Regions from separate parts of the Mus musculus genome. Here all the other regions are linked to region 2. A link is a contact called in public HiChIP or PLAC-seq data. All regions are on one chromosome and are shown on one strand. The core of a region is the stretch at or near the end of the contact, and the rest is flanking DNA. Distances in the headings are between cores, read along the strand shown.

Region 1 (3,626 bases), core at 704-3,203, 200 kb after region 2:
GGGAGGCTGAGAATGAGATCGGATAGGCGGGCGAGAGAAGAATGAAGCCAAGCCAAAGAGTTCCAATCATGGCTCAAAGTTTCATTTTCAGCTCCGAGTTTATATAGGCAAACCCCAAAGACCCATCCCTTTGTTTCAGTTGGGTTCTGTTACAACAGGAAGTCAACTCCTCCTGGAGGCTCCATTAGAAATGCAAATGTGGTCCCTCCAGCATGGTTGCAAACCCTCTGAGGTCTGTTTAGTCAACTCAAGGCTGGGGGAAGGGCTTAATTCAGGGCACTACAGTGCCAATCCACAAAGCCACATGCTGTCATCCCTGAGACACTGAGTCATCTAGGAAGACCCGAATGTCCAACATGAAATCCTTGGAAACTCAGGTGACTGGAGGCCAGCATGAGCCAGGCTACTCTGCAGGTTGATCTTACCATCAGCTCATCTCCTGGGAAGCGGGTTGTTCTTTTGTGGCTTCTAATGAGAAAAATCAGAATATTTCTGCCATTGATTATCTCAGGAGCTTTAACAGCCATGCTCTGCCCTTGAACTCATCTTGTAGACAAGAAGCAGCAAAGTTTCTATAAGCCGTAGATTATAATTCTGTAAATTCCCTAGATTCATAGTATGTGGCAAGTCACAGCTGAAATGAAAACTGGCTGCTGTCATCGAATGTCTCTTGGCCCCTATCTGTGGAGGCTCTGGGTCACTAGCTGTACCATTCATATCCCTGAGGCAGATGCACTTTGGTTCTAGGTGTGGAGGAAATGAGTCCCACTTTAGCCTGGTTATTCTCACCAGCATCATGAGCACCGTAAGGGCCAGCATGTCCATCCGGCCTCTGGAATGCCATCTCAATTCCATGCTACTGATCACGCGTTAGCACAGTTTGGTAGCTGAGGCAGCCCCTTTGCAAGCTTAACCACTATCCTGTGTGCCCCAGTGACTTTGTCACCAAGTGCTCTGTAAAGAACTGGGACATGTCTGTAGTGTGCAAATGGGCTTCTAAAGATGCACTGGAGTCAGAAATCCCACAGGGTTCCACAGGAAGCTTCCCTGGGACAGGGGGTCCTAGAGTTGAACAGCAAGATGTGACAATAATTCTTCAAATTGGAAGTTCAGGCCTAAATCTCTTGTTTCCACGAACTAGGCAAGTCCAGGCAAGTCCCAGGTCTCAGAAGCTGCCCCACCACCTGGCTTGAGGCAAGGACAATGGGTTAAAGAGTTTCCAGCCCCCACGTCCCAGTAATGGAATGTCCCTAGAGATGGAGCAAGATAAAGATCACCTAACCCTGTCATCCCCTAATGTGCTTTAAAATCAGGACTGAGAGCTCACTTGGTTGTCTATCTTGGTGATGGGAGACCCCAGCATGCTGGACTTGTGCAGAATAAAACATTCTTTGTGCTTGCATACTATTTGAGTCCACCATATCATTCTTCAGCGAATCATGAACCCTTAACGTTATAAAATCATAAACTTTGACAATGGATAAGACAGGGCAAGCCAATACAGAGGTTCTTCCGTCTTGTATTCTTGCTGAGGCTATTTCAAATTAACCAGAATTGGATGCCCTGGGTAGAGAACCCTGTGGAAAATTACATAAGTGTGTTTTAGGAACACGAGGTTAAGATGCCCTAGCTAACTTACACTGGATTCTATTAAACTGCTTGTTTCTGTCCTTGTTTCCCTGCAGCTGCTGAGTGAGATGCAAGGATGTCGTTTTTTTTTTGCCTTAAAAAAACTACTACTGTATTGTGATGATGCACAGCGGTGCAGACAAGGAAAAGAAACTACAAGGATCTGAAGGGGACAAGCTCTTGGACCTTAAAACAGGCTGTAGGGTGCTGAGGGAATTGTTTCATGGGTGACTTTAAAATCCTATGTCTAAGACGGGCGCAGGCAACCTGGATCCTTTCAGCCAAAGAGAGAAAGGCAAACCGGCTCAAGTGGGCTCCCTCTGCAGGAAGTCTGGGGCAGTGCAAGGGGTGACCTCGGCGGTAACAAAGCCAGGCTTGTGTTCGAAAGAAGTCACAGTTTGTTGCTCCCGCAGGCAGGGCACCTGATAGTCTCCGATCTAGGACTGCGGGCGCTGGGGGATCCTGTGTCGCTTCCATTGAGACTTTCTCCCTATGAAATCAGACCTTTCCTGGAATGTGAGCATGGGTTTAATGCCAATGGCAACGAATCATCTCAATGATGTCAGGACACAAAATACAGAGAAGCATTTGAGGGCCCGGAGCAGGCCGACCTGGTGCTGGGTTGGGTGTGCCAGGACTCAGGACATCTGCCTTTCAGCCATCCCCTCTCCCCCAATTTAGAGAGAGGCCGACCAGGCACCACCCAGGGAGAAATTGCTCTGTCCTTGACTCTCGTCCTGGGATGGTTGTCTAGAGGCTGCACACGCAGGCAGAGGGGAAGCACCACTCACAAACCTGGGGTGCTCTGAGGAAGAGTGGTCCATTTCCCTTCTCTGTAAATTCATTTGAGACCAAACAGAGCGGTGGCACAGCTGGACAACCTGCTGACGTCCATGGAGTTCATTTTCAGCAAGCCCTTAAATGTGGTAGGTTTTTAATAAAGCTCAGAGCCTGTCCTTCTTTGGATAGACTTAATTTATGCCCATGTTACCTTAGTGCTGACATCTTCTGTTCTCTTCCGGCTCCTACCAGCTGCCACCAAGTAAGGGTTCCTCTTTTTCAAGACTCTATCTGCACAGACATCAGGTCCCACATCACATGTTAATGTTCACAGCTCAATGGCAATACTTCAGAAGAGTACCTAACATATGTAAAGACAGATCAACGAATCAACAAGACAAAAGCAAGCGACTGGAGAAAACGCACCAAGACCACAGTGATTGCTGGGAGTACAGTTCAGTAGTATAGTGCTTGCTTAACCTCCAGGAAGCTCCCGCATCACAAAACAACAACAGCTACAACAGAAAGCAGGGTGACGTGCCACCATCTATTTATCAGAATGGGGAAAAGAATGAAAAGAAGCAGCACAAGTTAATAAAATATATTCGTATAAATAATAACTATACTTATTTCATCATTTAAACAGTCGTTTAATTATTTAAATGATAAATCAAATTATAAGATCCCATTTATTTATTTATTTATTTTGTTTTTTTTTTGTTTGTTTTGTTTTGTTTTGTTTGAGACAGGGTTTCTCTGTATAGCCCTGGCTCTCCTGGAACTCACTTTGTAGACCAGGCTGGCCTCAAACTCAGAAATTCTCCTGCATCTGCCTTCCAAGTGCTGGGATTAAAGGTATGCGCCATTTAAATATTTAAACAACCTAATTAACCTTACTATTCAGCTAGATGTTTGATCATTATTTTTGTTACAGTATAACCGTTGCAATGACACTACATATCACCAACATAATTATCAAACGGACAGAGTATTCATACAATAGGTACCAGTGTTGACAGTGTAGAAAACTGATGTCAGCTCTGATGCATGCCCATGACTATCATAAGACAGACCTAGAACGATATCAACTCTAAACTCCTATAATCTAGAAGAGACTTGCATGGAATGGGGGGATTATGGCTTATTAGCACAGTGGCCACTACGGCATCAGTAATCTGACAAACTTTAGGTTTTTTTTTGTTTGTTTGTTTTTGCTT
Region 2 (3,513 bases), core at 672-3,171:
AGAGGCAGGCAGATTTCTGAGTTCGAGGCCAGCCTGGTCTACAAAGTGAGTTCCAGGACAGCCAGGGCTACGAAGAGAAACCCTACCTTGAAAAACCAAAAATATAAACAAAACAAAACAAAACAACTTACTGAACTATTCAAAAACAGAAGCTAACTTGGGCTTTTTTTTTTAAATGATATATTGTTCAAGTAAAGTTTCCTTAAGAAAAAAGAGATGGGCTATATGAAAATGCTTCACGTACTGAAGTTCCCACTAGTAACCACTCCATCAATAGGTGCCCTGAGTCATGTGTGTGTGCGCACACACACACACACACACACACACACACACACACACACACACGCATGGGGGTGGGGGTGGGGCTTATCTTCTCTTTTGTACTACTTAACTGCATATTTTATCCCAGAGTCACATTTTCTTGGTCCAGAGAAGACCCACTGGCTATTTTAAAGATGTTGATTTTCTTTAGATTACCAATATTTCTATATGCAAACGCCATACACACAGACTTGGAACGGCAAAAGGCCCCAGAGCTAGTGCTGTTTTCCCACTCTATTGCTTCATTGTTTTCTTCTCTAAAATACGAGCCAAGCTTAATGCATCAAAAAAGTCACTTCAAGGAGTCAGTGAGCTGCCTGTGAGAGCATTTTGCAAACACCCAGCACAAAACAGTCACAGCCTCCCCCCACCCCCCGTTACATTTACCGCCCCTCCAAATGTTTATCCGGGAGCGGTGTTACAGAGTTAGGGTCTATGTGCTATTCAGCAAGTATCGGCAAATTGTGGCAACAAAGGATGAATGCACTACTTAAGTTAAATCTAACTCATAGCTATGAGTCATCACACAGACATTGCACATACCTCACTATGCTACATTCTCTACTATCTGCGCAGTCCTTGCCAGGTACAAACACATTATCCTACACCGGGAGCTAGGGATGGGAAAATGCTGTCAGCACAGAAGATTGAATTTTGGAAACAGATGAATGCCCCTGTGCGTGTTTTTAAAATAAAGAGCATGCGTTTTGTGACAGCCTTGCCTCCCTCCCGCACCTCCATGTCCATCACATCAACTCCTGGGCAGCGCTTGCTGTCCTGGAATACTCTAAGTACCAGTGGCTGCGTCAACAGCGAATTTCACCAGTAAATACTTCATATAATCTGAAGGCCTGGGCTCATTCACATAGTCAATGTCTCAGAAGAGTACTGATAAGTTTGATCCAGTGTTCCCTAAAGGCTGTGTGTTCGAAGCCTGGTTCCTGCCCCGTGGCAATGGGAGGAAATGGAGGAGTCTTTAGGAGGTAGGGGCTAGTTGGAAGTCCTCTGGTCTGTCTTCCTAACACACAGGGATGTGCCTTTGAGTGGAGTCCTGGTGCCCTGGGCTGTGTGCTCTCTATGTATCCAAGATATCATAAAGAAAGCTTTGTTGGGCACGGGCATCGGATGCAGTTCCTGGTCACGGGCAGGTGTAGCAATAGCGTCATTATTGAGATTTTTTAAAAGAGAAATAGTCCCAATTTGTATTGGCCTTTAGACACAGCTTCTTGGGAGATTACACATAAAACTTAGACTCTAATGTCAACAAATTATTAGCCCTTTAAAAAATATACTACAGAGGGGGCTTAGAAGACGGATAAAGCACTTGTCAAGGATTCCCAGAACCCGTGTAAGAAACAGGCAGGTACGGCGGGCCCCTAGTAATCTCAGAACTTAAAAGGCAGAGACAAGGGGTGCTTTGGGAAGCTCTTTAACTACAGTGATCTGGTTGGTGAGCTCTAGGTTCAGTGAGAGACTTTATCTCAATAAATAAAGTGATCACAGAGGTCACCGGACACCAAGGTCAGGCCTCACACACAGTCGCTCTGGTGGTTTGAATAAGAAATGTCTCCCATCAACTTGTGCATTTGAACGCTTAGTCGCCAGACGGTGGTGGTGTTTCGGGATGATTGGAGGTGTGGCTTTGTTGGAGGAGATGCATCACTGTAGGGGGATTGGAGACTTTAAAGACTATTTCCTGGTCCGTGGTGCAGTTAGAAGGTCCGACCCACTCCAGCCGCCATGCCTGTGTTCTGCCATCATGGACTCCTTATCTCTACAGAACCATAAGCCGAAATACACTCTCTTCTATAAATTGCCTTGGTCGTGGTGTTTTAACTAATACACGTGCACACGCTAAACACACACAATAAAATAAATAAATCACCAGCTCCTGAGCCTGAAGCAGGATAGAAAGATGGAGAAAATTATGGGGACATGAGCAGAGAATGAACCCTTCACCCAGGAGTCTCTTACTAGCAGACAACCAATGACTGCTTGTAGGCTTTCTCCTCTATCAGTTATAGATGTATAACTTTCCATGAATCTTGTCAGAAACCTCACAGGCCAAGAGAAGGACACTGACAGTGCTCTCGACTAGAGTTTGGATAGACTTCCCGGTAAGGGCTCCGGCACCCACAGTGCACACCACAGACACCAGCCTTCCATTCAAAGGTGTTGGGGCCACCCTTACTTCTAACCACCTGGACTTGGGTACAGGGGTTCCCACAACCCATTGAGGTGCAACAACTCACTAGCACCGTGAACAGAACTCCGAGAAGAGCTGTGTCATTTTGGAACTTTGTTTTTACTACAGGAAAAAAAGAGATATAAATCACAACCAGCCGAGAGAAGGCTGAGGAGGAGAACTCTAAATGCAAAGTTTCCAGGGCTTTCTTTCAGTGGAATCAGGATGCATCCTGGGATATCAGTGTGGAATAATATGTAGAGTTCTGTCACTTATTGAAAAGCACTGAAGCAGATGCCCAGAGTTTGTTAAACCAAATCTTAGCTTCCCTTCCCTACCCTGAGGTTGGAGCAGGTGTCTCCTGACTCAAAGCTCCAACTCTAATCACAAGGTTGGTGTTTCTGTGAAACCTTCTCCCACTGGGAGTCATCGCTTAGTGTAAACTGCAGAGAAGCCCCGCCATGAGTCACCTCAGCAGCATGACCAATGTCATTTGTCACCGTTGAGTGACAAAGATATTCTTGGTGCCCGGGAAAGGCCAACGGGTCCAGGATATCTTCCCGAAACCTGGTGAAAGTCAGCAATATTCGTTTAAAAAAATATTTATTATTTTTATGTGTGTATGTGAGTATTGGCCTGCATGTATGTACATGTAGCATGTATATGCCTGGTGTCTGAGGAGGTCAATAGAGGGTTTTGAATCCCCTAAAACTAAAACTACAGACCCTCGTGAGCCAGCAACATTCTTTATTACCAGACATGAGATTTAATCTTATATATGTAAAGTTCTTCCCTTACCTACTGTTGCCTATGTGCCCCTGAACACCTGGATGATTCTACCCCTTTTCCAGCGTGTATTTCCAACCCATTCGGAATTTACTGTAATTCAAATACGGTGAAGGTCACCCACCTTAAGGTTTTTTTTCTGGGGAGCTGTCCCTACACCATTTTTTTTCCTACTGATTACACTGTCAGGCTCATCACGTTTTAACTCCTACATGAGCTGT
Region 3 (3,742 bases), core at 1,161-3,660, 130 kb after region 2:
GCGTAAATCACTTTTGTTTTTCCCTTACCCCTCCCAGACTTCCTGCTCTGTGTGTGCGCGCCGCTTGGCGCTCACAGTTTCTCTGCAGCTGCTATTCCATTTATTTTCCTTATTCAACGATCATTTACCTAGTTGCACAGTTCGCTGTTGCCATCCATACAGTTTTTGTCCTGGAGAAAACATGCAGTTCCTTCAATTTAATGAGCCCAACAGAAATCCATCCTTTAAACATCTGCAGGCTAACGGTGAAATCGAAGATACTTGCTATTCTGAGTAATTCTGTTGCAGAGGCTGAAACAAAGCACGCTGATGAATGGCTAAAACCAGTGCCCTCATTAATTCTCCACAGAAGGCGGGGAAGGGGACAGCCAGACACAATTACTATGGGTTAATTAACACATATTATATGGGTAATTAGCCAGGGTCCTGCAGACCACACCTCTGACTTCATCAGACAACCAACTCCATACTCTCATGCTTCTACTTCAAAATGTCAGCTATAACTACATCTTTGCAAGCATCAAACTGTGTAGTACACAGGACACGCTCCTAGGGCTTAAGTTCTTAAGCCCTGCCACCTAATTCTGTAAAAGGAGGGTTTAAGGCTGTTTCCGGAAATGATTCAATCCATAGGGAGAAACCCTAAGACAAGAAATGTGGCTTAATGTTTGCGTTCAAGTCAATGAGCAGAAGAAAGGCTACAGAAGACTGGTAAGAACAGAACTGGCCACCGGGCCTGCCCCGAGCCAGCCTGTTCCTGCAGCCTTAAGACTTCCTAAATCAATTATCCAAGATTCCTGCTCCTTAATCTCCCTGGGCCTGAGGGTATCTGGCTGATAAGGGTGATAAAATAATCAATCAGCAAGCAGCTTGCCTCACAGGGCTGTTAAGTGCAAATAAAGCCACTGCTAGGTCATTCTCTCATTCTCAGGAGTTCTTCAAGCTGTCCAGAGCTGAACACGTTGTAAGAGCTGCAGCTAGAGTTTAAAGTTCCCAGCTATTTCATTTGTACACACACACACACACACACACACACACACACACACACACACACACACACACAGAGAGAGAGAGAGAGAGAGAGAGAGAGAGAGAGAGAGAGAGAGAGAGAGAGAGGTGAACACAACAAGCCAAAGGAGGTCGGAAGAGGGTAGTGAGTCCCTGGATTAAGAGTGAAAGCATTTGTGAGCCACCTGATATGGATGCTGGGAATCCATTTTCGCTCCTATGGAAGAATAGCAAGTCTTCTTAGCCAGGAAGCATCTCTCCAGTCCCTGCAGTTACTTCTTTAATAAACAATGACTAAAGCACCTACCTGCCTCCAAACTGCAGAAGAGGCAGGAGGAGATGGTGGTCCTTTTACAAGGAGACAGTGTGGTTGTAACTGCCTTGAGAAAGAAGCGTGACTGCTTGCTTTTCCCCCCACAGATATTTTAGGCTGGCTCTTTGTACCTGCATACACAGACTCCCTTCTGAGCCAGGGCTGGGAATCGGCTCCACAAGGCTTTGCTCCCCTGTGGCTCTGGAGCCACCGTCCCCAGGAGTACATTCAGGTCATCCCTGCAACATGTCACTCAGATGCCTGAACTTCCACGAGCACCCACGTACACTGTCCCCTATCTACACTTCGGATACATCCTGTCCTGCTCCAGGATTCTACTGTCTTATCAAAGAGGACATGGGTCCAGCATGGGCCCTGGGAATATTCTGTGTCCTGTGTGCCCTCGGGTTGCTACCTCAGGAAGTATTTGGGTATGGACTATATGAGGGCCTTTACAAGGGAACCACAATGCACGCATACCACGCTCTGAGTATTTCAGGGTGCACATTCACCCACGAACGTCTCTGAAATCAGGTCATGGTTTCACGGTTTGCAGGTTTGATTTTAATGACGGGCCTTCTTCTCATCTCAAGTCAGTGAAAAGTGGTTTGTCCCTGGAAGTAGCTCTTCCTGGTCTGTCTGTGTGACATGGGTTCTTACAGTGCGCAACTGTGGGATTCTTCATGTTTGTGTTTTTATTTTGAATACATGCAGCTTTAACACAGACCAGCAGACATATAAGCACACTTCAAACGTAACACCCCCAATTTTCAATGAGTTTCTCTTTAGGTGAAGGGAAGTTATTTTGACTATTTAGAGTGTCTTGGTCCACTGGATTCACTGCCAGTGAATTCTCTGAGACCTCTTTGTCACCTACAGTCGTGTGTGTGTGTGTGTGTGTGTGTGTGTGTGTGTGTGCGCGCGCGCGCTCTGGAGTTAGATCCTACTAGCTCCGAGGTTCAAATTTCTTACCGATTTGGGTGAGCATGCCCCACCCAAATCACTGGGTTGCCTCAGGAGGACAAAGACAGGCACTTAGATCACTGAGAGCCACACCCCAGGGGCTCAGGGAACTTTCAGCTGGCTGGCAGAAACTCTGGTCCTCCCACCTCCATTGGAATTCGCAGAAATGTGCTGAGTAAGACTACCTTGTATACACAACCAGCCTTAAGTGTTCCCTATGCAAAAAAAAAAAAAAAAAAAAGGCCTTCTGCTGTCCTGATCTGATGGCTTATTTTTTAAAGAGCAAGTCTCTCAGGCTAGCATGATGACTTTTTTTTTTTTTTTTAATCTCTCAGGATGGTTTGGAGGCAGAGACAGGCAGGAGGAGTTGGAGACCGCCTGGTCTACACTTGAGTTCCAGGACATTCAGAGCTACACAGGATTTTCCTGTTTGGTTAAAGAAAAGAAAAATCGAGGGGGGTGGGGATGGCAATGAATGTGTCTGTGTATCTATCTCTACATAGCCCTACTGGCTGTCCTGGAATTTACTATGTAGAGCAGGCTAGCCACATCTGGCCTGATGGGAAGTCATTTATTGTTTTAAAGAATTATTTATTTTATTCATATGAGTACACTGTTGCTGTCTTCAGACACACCAGAAGAGATCCCATTGCAGATGGTTGTGAACCACCATGCGGTTGCTGGGAATTGAACTCAGAACCTCTGGAAGAGCAATCAGTGCTCCTAACCACTGAGCCATCTCTCCAGCCTCTGATAGGATAGGATATCTTAAAGAAGGAAGTCAGAGGGGACACATGACTGATTACTTTGTAACAGATTCTAGGACTGTCACTTCCCACCTGCAATGGCAGGACCACACTAGGCAGACCCCACTACTCTGGGTGGGGGTTGGGGATGGGTGTGCAGAAGGAAACCAAGATGGCGGAGAGGGAAGGAATCAAGTCTGAGGAAACCAAGATGGTAGAGAGGGAAGGATTCAAGTCAGTTGAACTTCAGACCCAGGTCACCTTCCTGTCCTAGAACCTGGCCTCTGATTTGTAATTAATGGAGAGGGACCGAAGGTGTTACTGTCCTCTTATAACTGCTGAAGTCATAAAAATATAAAACCCAAGGTCGCTCTTACTAACTCACTGAGTAATTGCAGGTTGTAGCTATGATGTCTGGGCCTCCACTTTGATGCCGAGGGGTCATTTGTCCAAACAAGCTGTCCCAAAGAAGGCTCAGCCTCGTAAAGTACCAGTTGGGGGACAACTCGCATTTTACCAGTCTTGAATCCAAGCCGGCACCTCACATACTTAAACTACAGAGAGGGAGATGTACAACTAAATACTAAACACAAACTACCCGAGGAGTTATGAAAGCCGGAGATGCCTGGTCCAACCTCAGAGGACCCTAAGTTACAGCCTGGATGTGCTGCAGATATCAGGAGTCTTAAAAGATACCCAGGGGGTGTGATAC

The links. HiChIP or PLAC-seq counts read pairs in DNA pulled down with a chosen protein or histone mark.
Region 1: a contact with region 2 is called in an H3K27ac HiChIP or PLAC-seq map of embryonic stem cells, with 14 read pairs. The contact joins two enhancer-like sites. A contact is called at or near these places in 2 of 15 datasets of contacts at CTCF or cohesin (the NIH/3T3 cell line and embryonic stem cells), 2 of 484 Hi-C or Micro-C datasets (embryonic stem cells and forebrain), 12 of 115 datasets of contacts at active chromatin or transcription factors (embryonic basal ganglia, embryonic hindbrain, embryonic stem cells and 3 more) and 2 of 9 other capture datasets (embryonic stem cells and embryonic tail).
Region 3: an H3K27ac HiChIP or PLAC-seq map of embryonic stem cells shows a contact between it and region 2, with 5 read pairs. The contact joins two enhancer-like sites. A contact is called at or near these places in 2 of 484 Hi-C or Micro-C datasets (nephron progenitors and uterus), 4 of 115 datasets of contacts at active chromatin or transcription factors (embryonic stem cells, extraembryonic endoderm stem cells and pancreatic cancer cells) and 3 of 9 other capture datasets (adipose tissue, liver and pancreatic islet).

The regions. Positions count from the first base shown.
Region 1 is chr17:66,483,973-66,487,598 of GRCm38.p6, forward strand. No RefSeq gene overlaps it. Among named protein-coding and RNA genes, the nearest start is that of Gm41608, 21 kb to the right of the region's middle. Within about 2 kb of position 1,954, at least 37 of the 459 cell types and tissues checked have an H3K27ac peak or open chromatin away from gene starts, as enhancers often do. A contact at or near this core is called in embryonic stem cells, where this site is marked.
Region 2 is chr17:66,283,565-66,287,077 of GRCm38.p6, forward strand. No RefSeq gene overlaps it. Among named protein-coding and RNA genes, the nearest start is that of Gm20742, 93 kb to the left of the region's middle. Within about 2 kb of position 1,922, at least 8 of the 459 cell types and tissues checked have an H3K27ac peak or open chromatin away from gene starts, as enhancers often do. A contact at or near this core is called in embryonic stem cells and pancreatic cancer cells, where this site is marked.
Region 3 is chr17:66,417,196-66,420,937 of GRCm38.p6, forward strand. All of the region lies in intron 3 of Mtcl1 (microtubule crosslinking factor 1), which reads right to left. Among named protein-coding and RNA genes, the nearest start is that of Mtcl1, 31 kb to the right of the region's middle. Within about 2 kb of position 2,411, at least 37 of the 459 cell types and tissues checked have an H3K27ac peak or open chromatin away from gene starts, as enhancers often do. A contact at or near this core is called in embryonic stem cells and pancreatic cancer cells, where this site is marked.